3 separate regions of the Mus musculus genome follow, and all the other regions are linked to region 1. A link is a contact called in public HiCAR-type and promoter capture Hi-C data. All regions are on one chromosome and are shown on one strand. The core of a region is the stretch at or near the end of the contact, and the rest is flanking DNA. Distances in the headings are between cores, read along the strand shown. Region 1 holds the start of Lysmd2 (LysM, putative peptidoglycan-binding, domain containing 2). Region 2 overlaps 5730403I07Rik (RIKEN cDNA 5730403I07 gene). Region 3 overlaps Lrrc1 (leucine rich repeat containing 1).

What was found. Promoter capture Hi-C pulls out the DNA fragments that hold promoters and counts their contacts. HiCAR-type assays count read pairs that join an accessible place to other places.
Region 2: a contact with region 1 is called in a promoter capture Hi-C map of cranial neural crest. The contact joins the enhancer-like site here to the promoter of Lysmd2 in region 1. A contact is called at or near these places in 7 of 39 promoter capture datasets (the 3T3-L1 cell line, cranial neural crest, hippocampal neurons and 3 more), 2 of 115 datasets of contacts at active chromatin or transcription factors (embryonic forebrain and embryonic limb bud) and 1 of 9 other capture datasets (embryonic stem cells).
Region 3: a contact with region 1 is called in a HiCAR-type map of astrocytes, with 5 times the contacts expected there. The contact joins the enhancer-like site here to the promoter of Lysmd2 in region 1. A contact is called at or near these places in 4 of 39 promoter capture datasets (cranial neural crest, hippocampal neurons and liver), 1 of 115 datasets of contacts at active chromatin or transcription factors (astrocytes) and 1 of 9 other capture datasets (embryonic stem cells).

The regions. Positions count from the first base shown.
Region 1 is chr9:75,624,477-75,627,586 of GRCm38.p6, forward strand. Lysmd2 (LysM, putative peptidoglycan-binding, domain containing 2) reads left to right here and starts at 1,256. Exons shown (of 3, transcript NM_027309.2): 1 at 1,256-1,561. The coding sequence starts at 1,289.
Region 2 is chr9:77,376,606-77,380,211 of GRCm38.p6, forward strand. All of the region lies in intron 3 of 5730403I07Rik (RIKEN cDNA 5730403I07 gene), which reads right to left. Among named protein-coding and RNA genes, the nearest start is that of 5730403I07Rik, 21 kb to the right of the region's middle. Within about 2 kb of position 1,441, at least 5 of the 459 cell types and tissues checked have an H3K27ac peak or open chromatin away from gene starts, as enhancers often do.
Region 3 is chr9:77,494,853-77,498,240 of GRCm38.p6, forward strand. All of the region lies in intron 2 of Lrrc1 (leucine rich repeat containing 1), which reads right to left. Among named protein-coding and RNA genes, the nearest start is that of Lrrc1, 48 kb to the right of the region's middle. Within about 2 kb of position 1,874, at least 90 of the 459 cell types and tissues checked have an H3K27ac peak or open chromatin away from gene starts, as enhancers often do. A contact at or near this core is called in astrocytes, where this site is marked.

The DNA.
Region 1 (3,110 bases), core at 6-2,505:
CATAGATAAAAAAAAAAAAAAAACCTAAAAGTGGACAAATGAGCAGTAGACAGGGTTTTGGGAGAATACTGTTGCTGATGGAGGGAACAACACAGGCGAAACATGAAGATGGGAGTAAGGAAGGAGGTTAAGTTTTCTGGTCAGGATGCGGTATATATGTGAAAAGTAAAAACAACTGACTTGGGTGCCAATGTGGGTTTATATTCAGGGAAAAACTGAAGAATCTTTAAGGGGTGGGTGATACTGGGGACTACTGCTGCCGCTCTTCTTCCTCCAGTGTGTCCTAAACGGTTTCTTTTGTCTTTGTGGGCACAGCAACATACCAAACTTCAGAAAACCAATGAAACAAGAGAACTCTTCTCTTCTACCTAGAGTCGGGTGTGTGTGTGTGTGTGTGTGTGTGTGTGTGTGTGTGTGTGTGTGTAAGGGGATTGGGGTGGGGATGAGGGAAGGATGGATGAACGGGTGGGGGTGGCATCTCTCAAGAGTTAGGGCAGAAGACTCCAGTTAACTCTGCACAAGCCTAGGCCTGAAACTGGCACTGGTCTTCAAAGAGGAATGGACTACCAACAATTGGAGGGTAGTCAGCTCCCAGCAGACTACCCAGCAGGCCTGAGTACCAAACAGAAAGACTTAGTATACATAGGTCGGTGATAAGAGCACTGGCTTAGTGTGTGACTGAGGTCAGTACCTTGTCAAGGGTGTGCGCGTGAGTTGTGCGTGTGTGTTGGGAGGATGTCAGAAGACCTGTACCACCCAGGTGGACAGGGACCTGTATCTATGTTCAGTGATCTTAAGGTTTCCTGCCACCGAGATTTTGATGTCATTAAGGGGGTACCACTGAGCAAGCAGGCTGCCCAATGAGGAATCCGGAAAGGCAAGCAAAGCTTGGTGGGGGTGTACTGTGGCCAGGGCAGGCTTTGGGCGGACTCTTTCTTGTCTGCACGGTTTTGGGGTCCACATGGGTCCCAGGACTCCTCCGTGGGCCTCTGTCGGCTCACGGGCCTCGGCGAGCTCCCGCTTCCGCAGGGCCTTCTCCGACAGGACCCGCACACTGCAGTCCGGGCTCAGCTCCCTTAACCCCACCAGCACACGGACCTCTGGGGCCGTGGAGAAGCCGGCCGCGGAGGGCGGCGCGCGCCATGCAGGTCCCGCAGCTCCCCGCCTCGGCCTCGCGCCTGCCGCCCCCGCGGCACGGCCAGCCGCAGCCCCAGTGAGGAGGAAGAGGCGGAGGAGGAGGCGCCGCCCCCTTGGCGAGCTCGGCGCCCGGGCGGCCTTGGCAGGACCCATGGCGGATCTCTCGCCTGCGCCGGCCCTGCGGGAAGGCGGCCCCCGTGCGCACCGGCCCTCGGCGCCCTCCCCTCCGCCGCGCTCTCGCTCCACCTCGGAGCCCGAGGAGGCCGAGCTGTCGCTGAGCCTGGCCCGCACCAAGACCCGCTCGTACGGCAGCACGGCCAGCGTGCGGGCGCCTCTGGGCGCCGGCGTCATCGAGCGCCATGTGGAGCACCGGGTCCGCGCCGGGGACACGCTTCAGGGCATCGCGCTCAAGTACGGAGTCACGGTGAGCAGGGCGCGCCGCCGCGGCCCCGGACCTGCGGCCCTCGGGCGGGGTCGGGGGTGGGAGCGGAGGGTGGGGAACAGGCCGTGCGTCCCCGCGTCCCCGCGCCGCATCCCAGCGCGCACTGCTGCAACTGCAGTGGGCGCCTAAGCTGCTGCTGCTGCTGCTGCTGCTGCTGCTGCTGCTGCTGCTGCGGAGAGGGGCGGCCGCCAGAGCTCCCCCGACCAGCTAGTGCATGGCCTTCCCAGTGCCCTGCCAGTCTCAGCTCGTATCTGTCGCGCGAGAAACAAGGAGGCCCGCGTTTTGGGCACTACCCACAGCCACCTTTCCCCGTTTTCCTCCCCGGAGCTCACTACCTATTTACTCAAAGCCACACCGATACGAATTCTGCGCTGTGTAAACAAGCTGTGATGAGTCAGGATGTACAGTTCTTCCCGTGGATGGTTCTGGTTCTATCGATTCTGCTTCTTTATTTAGAAGTGAAATTACACCCCTGTGCTCACTGGCGACCCTGAACGTGACACCTGTCTAAACAGCAGCCTGGAACTGTGGTCTAGGTGAGCTGGAGGGCCGTGTTTTACGAATTTATAAGGGTGTGCGTCTTGGGTATATTTCATTACACCTTGGGGAAGATCACGGAAACCCGAGGGAACAAATTGTTTCATTAAAATTACTTATAATTAACTGTGAGCTGTGTGATGGCCTTTTTACATTGGAACTCAGTATCCGTTTTCAATGATCTTTCCTGAAAGCGTCGGGGCAGCAGTCAGAATTAAAATGATCTCGCCTGTATCTTCAGAGTAACCTATTTTGCATATTTAACCAGGTGTTTGTTTACCAGCAAGTCTTTCTATCTATCATTTAAGCGTTTTGAGAGCTTGATCAAACCATTTTGAGACCCTTCTCCACAGTTCTAAATGTTCTTACAGCCTGCCTTCAAGCATTCACTGAGGGCTGGTTTGGGTCAGAGCCTAGGAAAAACAGAACTGAAAAAAAAAATCTAAGTGTATGAGTGTTTTGCCTGAATTAATGTATGTGCACCTTCTGTGTGCCTGGTGCCCAGAAAGACCAGAAGAGGGTGTCAGTTACCCTGGTAATGAAGTTACAGAGGTTTTGTAACTCATCATGCATGTGCTGGGAATTGAACCCTGGTTCTCTGAAAGAGCATCCTGTGCTTTTAACTACGGAGCCACCTCTCCTGCTTCTGTTTGTTTCCGCGTTTTTCTTACTTAATTTGGCTTTCATAAGAAGCCTAAGGGGAGACAGGTGTGGCTCATCTTTCTGCAGATGAGAAGGTAGATAAGTGGTCAGGGTATTTCCAAATATGGTTATTACCAAGACCGGCTTGAGTTGACACAGGGATAAAGGGTCTTCTTTGCTCTAAATATTACTTCCGGTTTGCATTCTTAGCCAGAGCTTTCGGCATCCTGCTCACTGAAGGAGGAGGGTCACTTTTGTCTGGTTTCTGTGCATCTTAGCTACTAGGCTAGTATGTGTATACTTATGAATCTGTGATATCCAAAAGAGGCCATTATTTTTTCTGTTCTCTCCC
Region 2 (3,606 bases), core at 191-2,690, 1.8 Mb after region 1:
GTTCCCCTCTTCCCATCCAACCCATAGATCCTAAACAGTCTCCGACCAACTTACTCAGAAAATTAAAAGGTCAAGAGCTGACTCAGGAAGAGGGAGAACCAAAGTTGCCAGGGCAACAGGCTGAAGCCATGTCTCCTTCCTCCCCTCTCTCACTTCATCAAGCTCCTCCTAGAGTCCTGCAGGATTTCTCAGCAGGGGCAGGGGTGGGTGAGGAGAGACACATGGGCTTTACGCCGACAATACCTACGTGATACCGGGGGTGCTTGGATCCTACTAGAAAGTTGAGTAGCCTTTTCTCCCCCTTGTAAAATGTAGTTGAGTGAGCATGTTGAGAGTCAGTCTACTGTAAGTAACCCTCATATTAACACTAGACAACTTCTCCCTTCTGAGACATTGAGAAAACAAAGCTTGTCTCTCTCATAAAGGGGAAATACCCCCGGGGGACATTATAGGCTTACTTTATGGGTCCGGTTACTTTTTTCCCCACTGAATGTTCTCCAAACAAATGAGACAAGTTACTTATTGCAGATGCTGAAGCAGATGTAGGATCGATTATCTGGGCAGGACTGGGCCAGGGATGGATTAAGCCAAGGGGAAAGTCGAGTCACCTCAGGCAGGCCACTCTGGGCTTGACGGCTCCCGCTGGAGTGGGGGGAGGCACAGGAAGTAACACCGACCATCCGGATGTGGGGCACACTCCCCCTGCTGGCCAGAAAGGACCAGACACCACGATTTCTGCATTGCTGTGGAACCGACTCCACGGGGCACACAACCCAGCCACTTCCATCCAAAGCAGTACCATTCCCTGGCAAAGTCACTCAGCAGTCCCAAACCACCACGTTTAAAAACACAAGGAAGTGAGCTCCAGGAGTCTTGCCGTGGGCTTGTTCCCATGTTTATTAAATCTAGTTTTATCAGCCAAGGTTTCCATCTGGAAAGCCACCATTAGCTTCTGGTCCTTGGCCTCAAACTTCAGCCCTCCCTAGGTAGGGATCCCTATGATAAAAGGCAGCTGGTGGGGTGGCAGCGGAGCAAACTTACCAGGCTGAACTCCAGAAACCAGGGTGATTTCTGGCTCGCCAGGTAGTTGGACTCTAAGCTCCAGCCAGCATGGGCTCTCTAGTTGTTATGTGAACAGCACACTTCGCATGCCCCCTTTCTTATTGTGGCTGCCCACGGCAAAAGCAACCGCAATGGCGAAGAAGCACGAGACACCCTCCTGAGCCAAGCTTCCCCTGGGAGTTTCTTTCCTTCTCTAGCATGATCATCTTTATCACCCAGCTACGGGCTAGAGCTGTCCTTCATTGCCAAGGGACTCACACCGAAGATAATCATTTGTCGAGCATGTGTGGATTCTGTCAGCCTGCCAGAGACCAGTGTTTGTTTTTGCCCCTCTCTCTGAGCATGTCAATTCTCAGGACGGATTACTGGTTCCAGACAATTGCCAAGGTCAAGGAAGTCACTGGTCGCTCTGTGCTCTAACTCAGTGCTCCAGCCCAGTGCTCAGGCTTCATGAAGAACTGGATGTGTTGGCCCTAATTCTGATCTTGCCCTTTACAGCTGTGCATCATTAAACAAATCTCTTCCCTACATGTGTTATTAACTTAAAAATTCCAGGACCTGGGATATGAGGCTCATATCAAAGGGACACTTCTAGCCCTGTATTCACAGCCATGAATCAATCACCTTCAAGAAAAAGTTAAAATCCGAATCACCTATTTAATGATGCTCAGATGCCCAGACAATATCCCAGTCAGTGTTTTTAACAAGGGAAAAATCAGTATGAACCACGGGTTGTGAAGTTGTACCAGGCTGAGATGATGCTTCTCTGTAAGCCACAAAACAGTTTGCTTAAAACATACAAGAAGTCAGTTTTGATCCTTAATCATCAGGGAAATGCAAATCAAAACAACCCTGAGATTCCACCTCACACCAGTGAGAATGGCTAAGATCAAAAATTCAGGTGACAGCAGATGCTGGCGAGGATGTGGAGAAAGAGGAACACTCCTCCATTGTTGGTGGGATTGCAGGCTTGTACAACCACTCTGGAAATCAGTCTGGCGGTTCCTCAGAAAATTGGACATAGTACTACCGGAGGATCCAGCAATACCTCTCCTGGGCATATATCCAGAAGAAGCCCCAACTGGTAAGAAGGACACATGCTCCACTATGTTCATAGCAGCCTTATTTATAATAGCCAGAAACTGGAAAGAACCCAGATGCCCCTCAACAGAGGAATGGATACAGAAAATGTGGTACATCTACACAATGGAGTACTACTCAGCTATTAAAAAGAATGAATTTATGAAATTCCTAGCCAAATGGATGGACCTGGAGAGCATCATCCTGAGTGAGGTAACACAATCACAAAGGAACTCACACAATATGTACTCACTGATAAGTGGATACTAGCCCAAAACCTAGGATACCCACGATATAAGATACAATTTCCTAAACACATGAAACTCAAGAAAAATGAAGACTGAAGTGTGGACACTATGCCCCTCCTTAGAAGTGGGAACAAAACACCCATGGAAGGAGTTACAGAAACAAAGTTTGGAGCTGAGATGAAAGGATGGACCATGTAGAGACTGCCATATCCAGGGATCCACCCCATAATCAGCATCCAAACGCTGACACCATTGCATATACTAGCAAGATTTTATCGAAAGGACCCAGATGTAGCTGTCTCTTGTGAGACTATGCCGGGGCCTAGCAAACACAGAAGTGGATGCTCACAGTCAGCTAATGGATGGATCACAGGGCTCCCAATGGAGGAGCTAGAGAAAGTACCCAAGGAGCTAAAGGGATCTTCAACCCTATAGGTGGAACAACATTATGAACTAACCAGTACCCCTGAGCTCTTGACTCTAGCTGCATATGTATCAAAAGATGGCCTAGTCGGCCATCACTGGAAAGAGAGGCCCATTGGACACGCAGACTTTGTGTGCCCCGGTACAGGGGAACGCCAGGGCCAAAGGGGGGGAGTGGGTGGGTAGGGGAGTGGGGGTGGGTGGGTAAGGGGGACTTTTGGTATAGCATTGGAAATGTAAAGGAGCTAAATACCTAATAAAAAATGGAAAAAAAAAAAAAAAAAAAAGAAGTCAGTTTTGCTCCTTCAAAGAGTCTTTCAAAAAAAAAAAAAAAAAAAAAAAAAGCAAATGGCTATAGACAACGTCTCTCTTCTACTGGGAGAGACTGCCCCCTGCTGGCCACCTTCTGCCATGCAGTCACCTCCAGGAGTCAGCTTCCAAAACCTGCTAACACTACCTTCGCAATCTTCTGCATGTGATCTAGAATTGCGTTTTTCAGGAAAGAAACGCCCCGGGGGTATTTATATAGGAGGAGTGCTGTAAGCATCACACACAATGTGTCATCCAGATATGGGAAGACTGAGGAGACAACATTAGAAAAGTAGATAAACTGTACCTACACTAAAAATACCAAATTTCCTTTAAAAAAAAAGAAAACCTACTTCAAAATGTAGTGATAATTATATGCTTATAGGAAATTAAAGTCAAGATATGAGAGACAGAGACAGAGACAGAGTCAGAGTCAGATGCAAAATGCCCTAGCTGCATATGTAGCAGAGGATGGCCTTGTCGG
Region 3 (3,388 bases), core at 624-3,123, 1.9 Mb after region 1:
TTGGACAGAAGGAACTACCCTAAGCATTAAACTGAGGTCCAAGCTCCAGAAGACATGGGCAGACTGGTTCTGCTCACAGTGTAGGGCAGTTATGGTGTTGCTACTTATGCTGAAAAGACCCTGCGGCTAAGTTATTGTTAACTCAGGTTTGCTAACTAGCTAGTCACAAGCTGGGATTTTTCCTTATGAGAGAGTAAGCCTGAGCCTTCTCTGGCTCAGTATGCAAAACTACCCAGCATCCCTTCCACCTGGCCATCCTCACTGCACCTTCAACTCTAACACTTCCTGTGTTCTTCGTTATTCTTTTAAATTGCCCCTTTTAATCTCAATAGTTATTTCCCAAAAGAGCATAGTGTTTTAAATTACAAAAACAAAGCCACTCTCACCACCAGAAATGAATAATAGAATATTCAGAAATGAATAAATATAGTATTATAAGGCCTTATACATAGCAACTCATGGAATAAAACTGGAAAATGGATAGTATTCTCAACATGAATCAATAGCAAATGTTACAGGCTTTCGCTTCATCAATAACGATCTTTAGCAGTGACAGCGGTCAGGCCTCATACTATGGGGAAAACTAAATTAAGAGGAGAATGACACGCCATGGCTGAAGTCAAATTAGTGTCAACTACAAAAGTCAATCTACTAACACCGGGGCTGAAGTCTGCCCCAGATCCTTGGAGATCAGATAATATGATAGGTCAATTCTATGACCAGAGGCCATTTCCCCAGGACAGCTGAGAACAGGTGGACACAGGAAACAGACATAAAGTTCCAGCAGCAAGCTACAGGCATTGAACTACAGAAAATGCCTTACACTTGGCCTGTCTATATTAAGTCTATACCGTTTTATATAAGCTTTTAACACCATACCCAGATATCAACTCCATATGCTATATCCCAGCCATCCTTTAATCTATAGTCAAGGAAAACACGAAGTATCTTTTTCTGATGGTATATTCCGGTCCCTTCCTATTTGGCATGAAACTTGGTGCTCACTTGTTTCAGACAAGAAGTAGGACCTCATTCCATCCCTTCACAGGCCAGCAGAGCCAAGAGCCAATCCAAAGCAGTTCTGGCACCCATGACAGAGCCAGGACTCTGGCCCAAGGTCCTCAGCCAGTAATTCTGGGAGTAGCCACTACTTCATATCCACACCAAAAAAAGGGGGGTGGGGAGAGCTTCACGGCCTAGCACTGCCCTAAGCATCGCCCTCACCTCATAATCCTTTGGGGAAAAAAATCTAAGTTACAGACTTTCTTAGAGAGAAACACAAACCTTCTCTTTTATCTTTCATTTAAGCAAGGAAAGAGAATCCGAGTGAACGTGAGCTTAAATCAGCTGTAGCATATTGTCCTGGGCCAGGAATATCTTGATGGCCACCCATCTTACAAGCAGAGGTGCAGGGTTGTCTGAGGCAGAGAGAAGTTAGGCTCACGATCATGTAAGGTTTCTGATCGAAGTCTGTACCAAGTCTGAGTACAAGTCTGACTTCTAAAAAAAATTGCTACTGTCTGTTTGGTAGACTGGGAGGGTTAGAAGCCGCTGAGAGGGTCAGCAGCCCCTGGGAACCAAGGCACAAGTCTCAAGGCCACTTCAGACTCACTACTTCAGAATCTTCAATTTAACAAAACTGTCAGCTTGACACTGCACGGTCAAGTTCAACACGCAGTAATCCAATGGCTGTGTGGTCTGGCACCAACACCTTGCCTTCTTCCGTCATGGTCAAAGCACTGCTTTTTAGAAACACAGGAACTGTCATTCCATTGAAAGCCCTATCAAAGCAGCCAGCCCTGGTGGGCAGGGGACTGAAGACAATCAGCTTCTGTCTGCAGCAGGCAGCTCCAATTAGTGCAGCAGAAAAGCAGAGACTTGACAGGCCTCAGACAACGGCCCCAGACCCTCAGTGTCCCAAAGAGTACAGAGTAGGTTCTCACACCGCCTCTAACGGGCTGCAGGCATCGTGGGCTTTATTTATCTGCTCGGTTGCCTTGGAAATTTATATTGATGCCGTTTTATCTGCCAGAAAAATAACGGTAAGTAAAAGGAAACGGGAGAGGAAGCACACTGAGGCCTGCCCTTCGGGGAGCGACCTGAGACCCTGTGCTGTTAGTTATACAGCAGTGACCTTGTTCTGCTCTGACACTCTGGCAGGGCTTTTCCCTGAACTCACCCATGCTCCACGCTGCATTCTTCCTACTTGTAGGGCGGTTCCTGCCCCTATCCCATGAACCTGCATCCCCTACCCCAAACTACCACATTCCCTAGCCAGCCAGATAATGAAGGCAAGGCTCTTCTAGGACAGGTTAGGGCCCTCAGCATTTCTCAAACAGCCTCGGGGGAACTTGAAAAAAAATGCTGGGTCCTTCATAAGGCCCCACCGCTCGAAGAAGGCATGGCTTGATTTGGAAATCTCAGAGGTTCAGAGTGAGTGCCCTGGGGGGCAGGAAACGCTATGCCCTGTCACAGACTTCAGGCATGCTTAGCTTCATTTGTCAATATGCTGGAGGTTAAAAATGAGCGCATGGAAGAGGCATGTAGCTCTCCCTCCTAGCTACTGTTCTCAGAGTGCTGCCCTGAGAACTGTGGGGCCAGGAGGCAAACAGCCACTATCGACCTCCCAGGGCTTCCCATCACAGGGAACACAGAACTATCCTTGCTTCTCCTTCTTCATGTATTTCCTGGCCCCTATTAATTCCTCCTTTGTAATTCCAATTTCAATTTCTACTTTGTGATTTCAGTTTCTTTCAAGTTGGTTGCTGCTTCTTTGTAAACAGGCAGCTTTGTAATTTTTTTTTTTTTGTAAGTAACTCAGGTTACTGCTAAGCTGAGAAGTCATTTCTATCATACAGTCACTTTCTAGATGCACTTCCAGCCAGGCCAGGTCCCCCTCTCAACTCCAGTGTAGAAAAAGTCTGCTCAGGACCAGAAACCCTCAGGGAGGGAAGAGTCACTTCATGTGACTTGCTCTCATCTCCCAGGACAGCCATCTTGTAGCTTATTTCTGATGGTTGGTACAAAACAGAAAGCTTGAAGAGTGCCCTTAACAAGGAGTCACTGGTAAATGGGTACCACATCAGGGACAGAAGCAGAAAAAGTACACAGACATGGGCCATAAAAGAAAGCTGCCGGTTGGGGGGGGGGGGGTGGAATACCACAAGGTGGTTCCAAGAGAGCAGGCTAGTGGAGAGGGAAGGACACAGCAGCTAGAACAGAGGCAGTGGGTGGGGGGGAGGGGTATGAACCCCAAGTGGTATCAACTGTAGCTACTGGAACATCCACTCTGCTCCAGCCTAAGTGGAAAACCCACTTCACTGGGGCTATCTTTCCTTCTGGGATGCATAAGCCAGTTTAAAGCACGACTTTTTCTCCCCAGTACTTT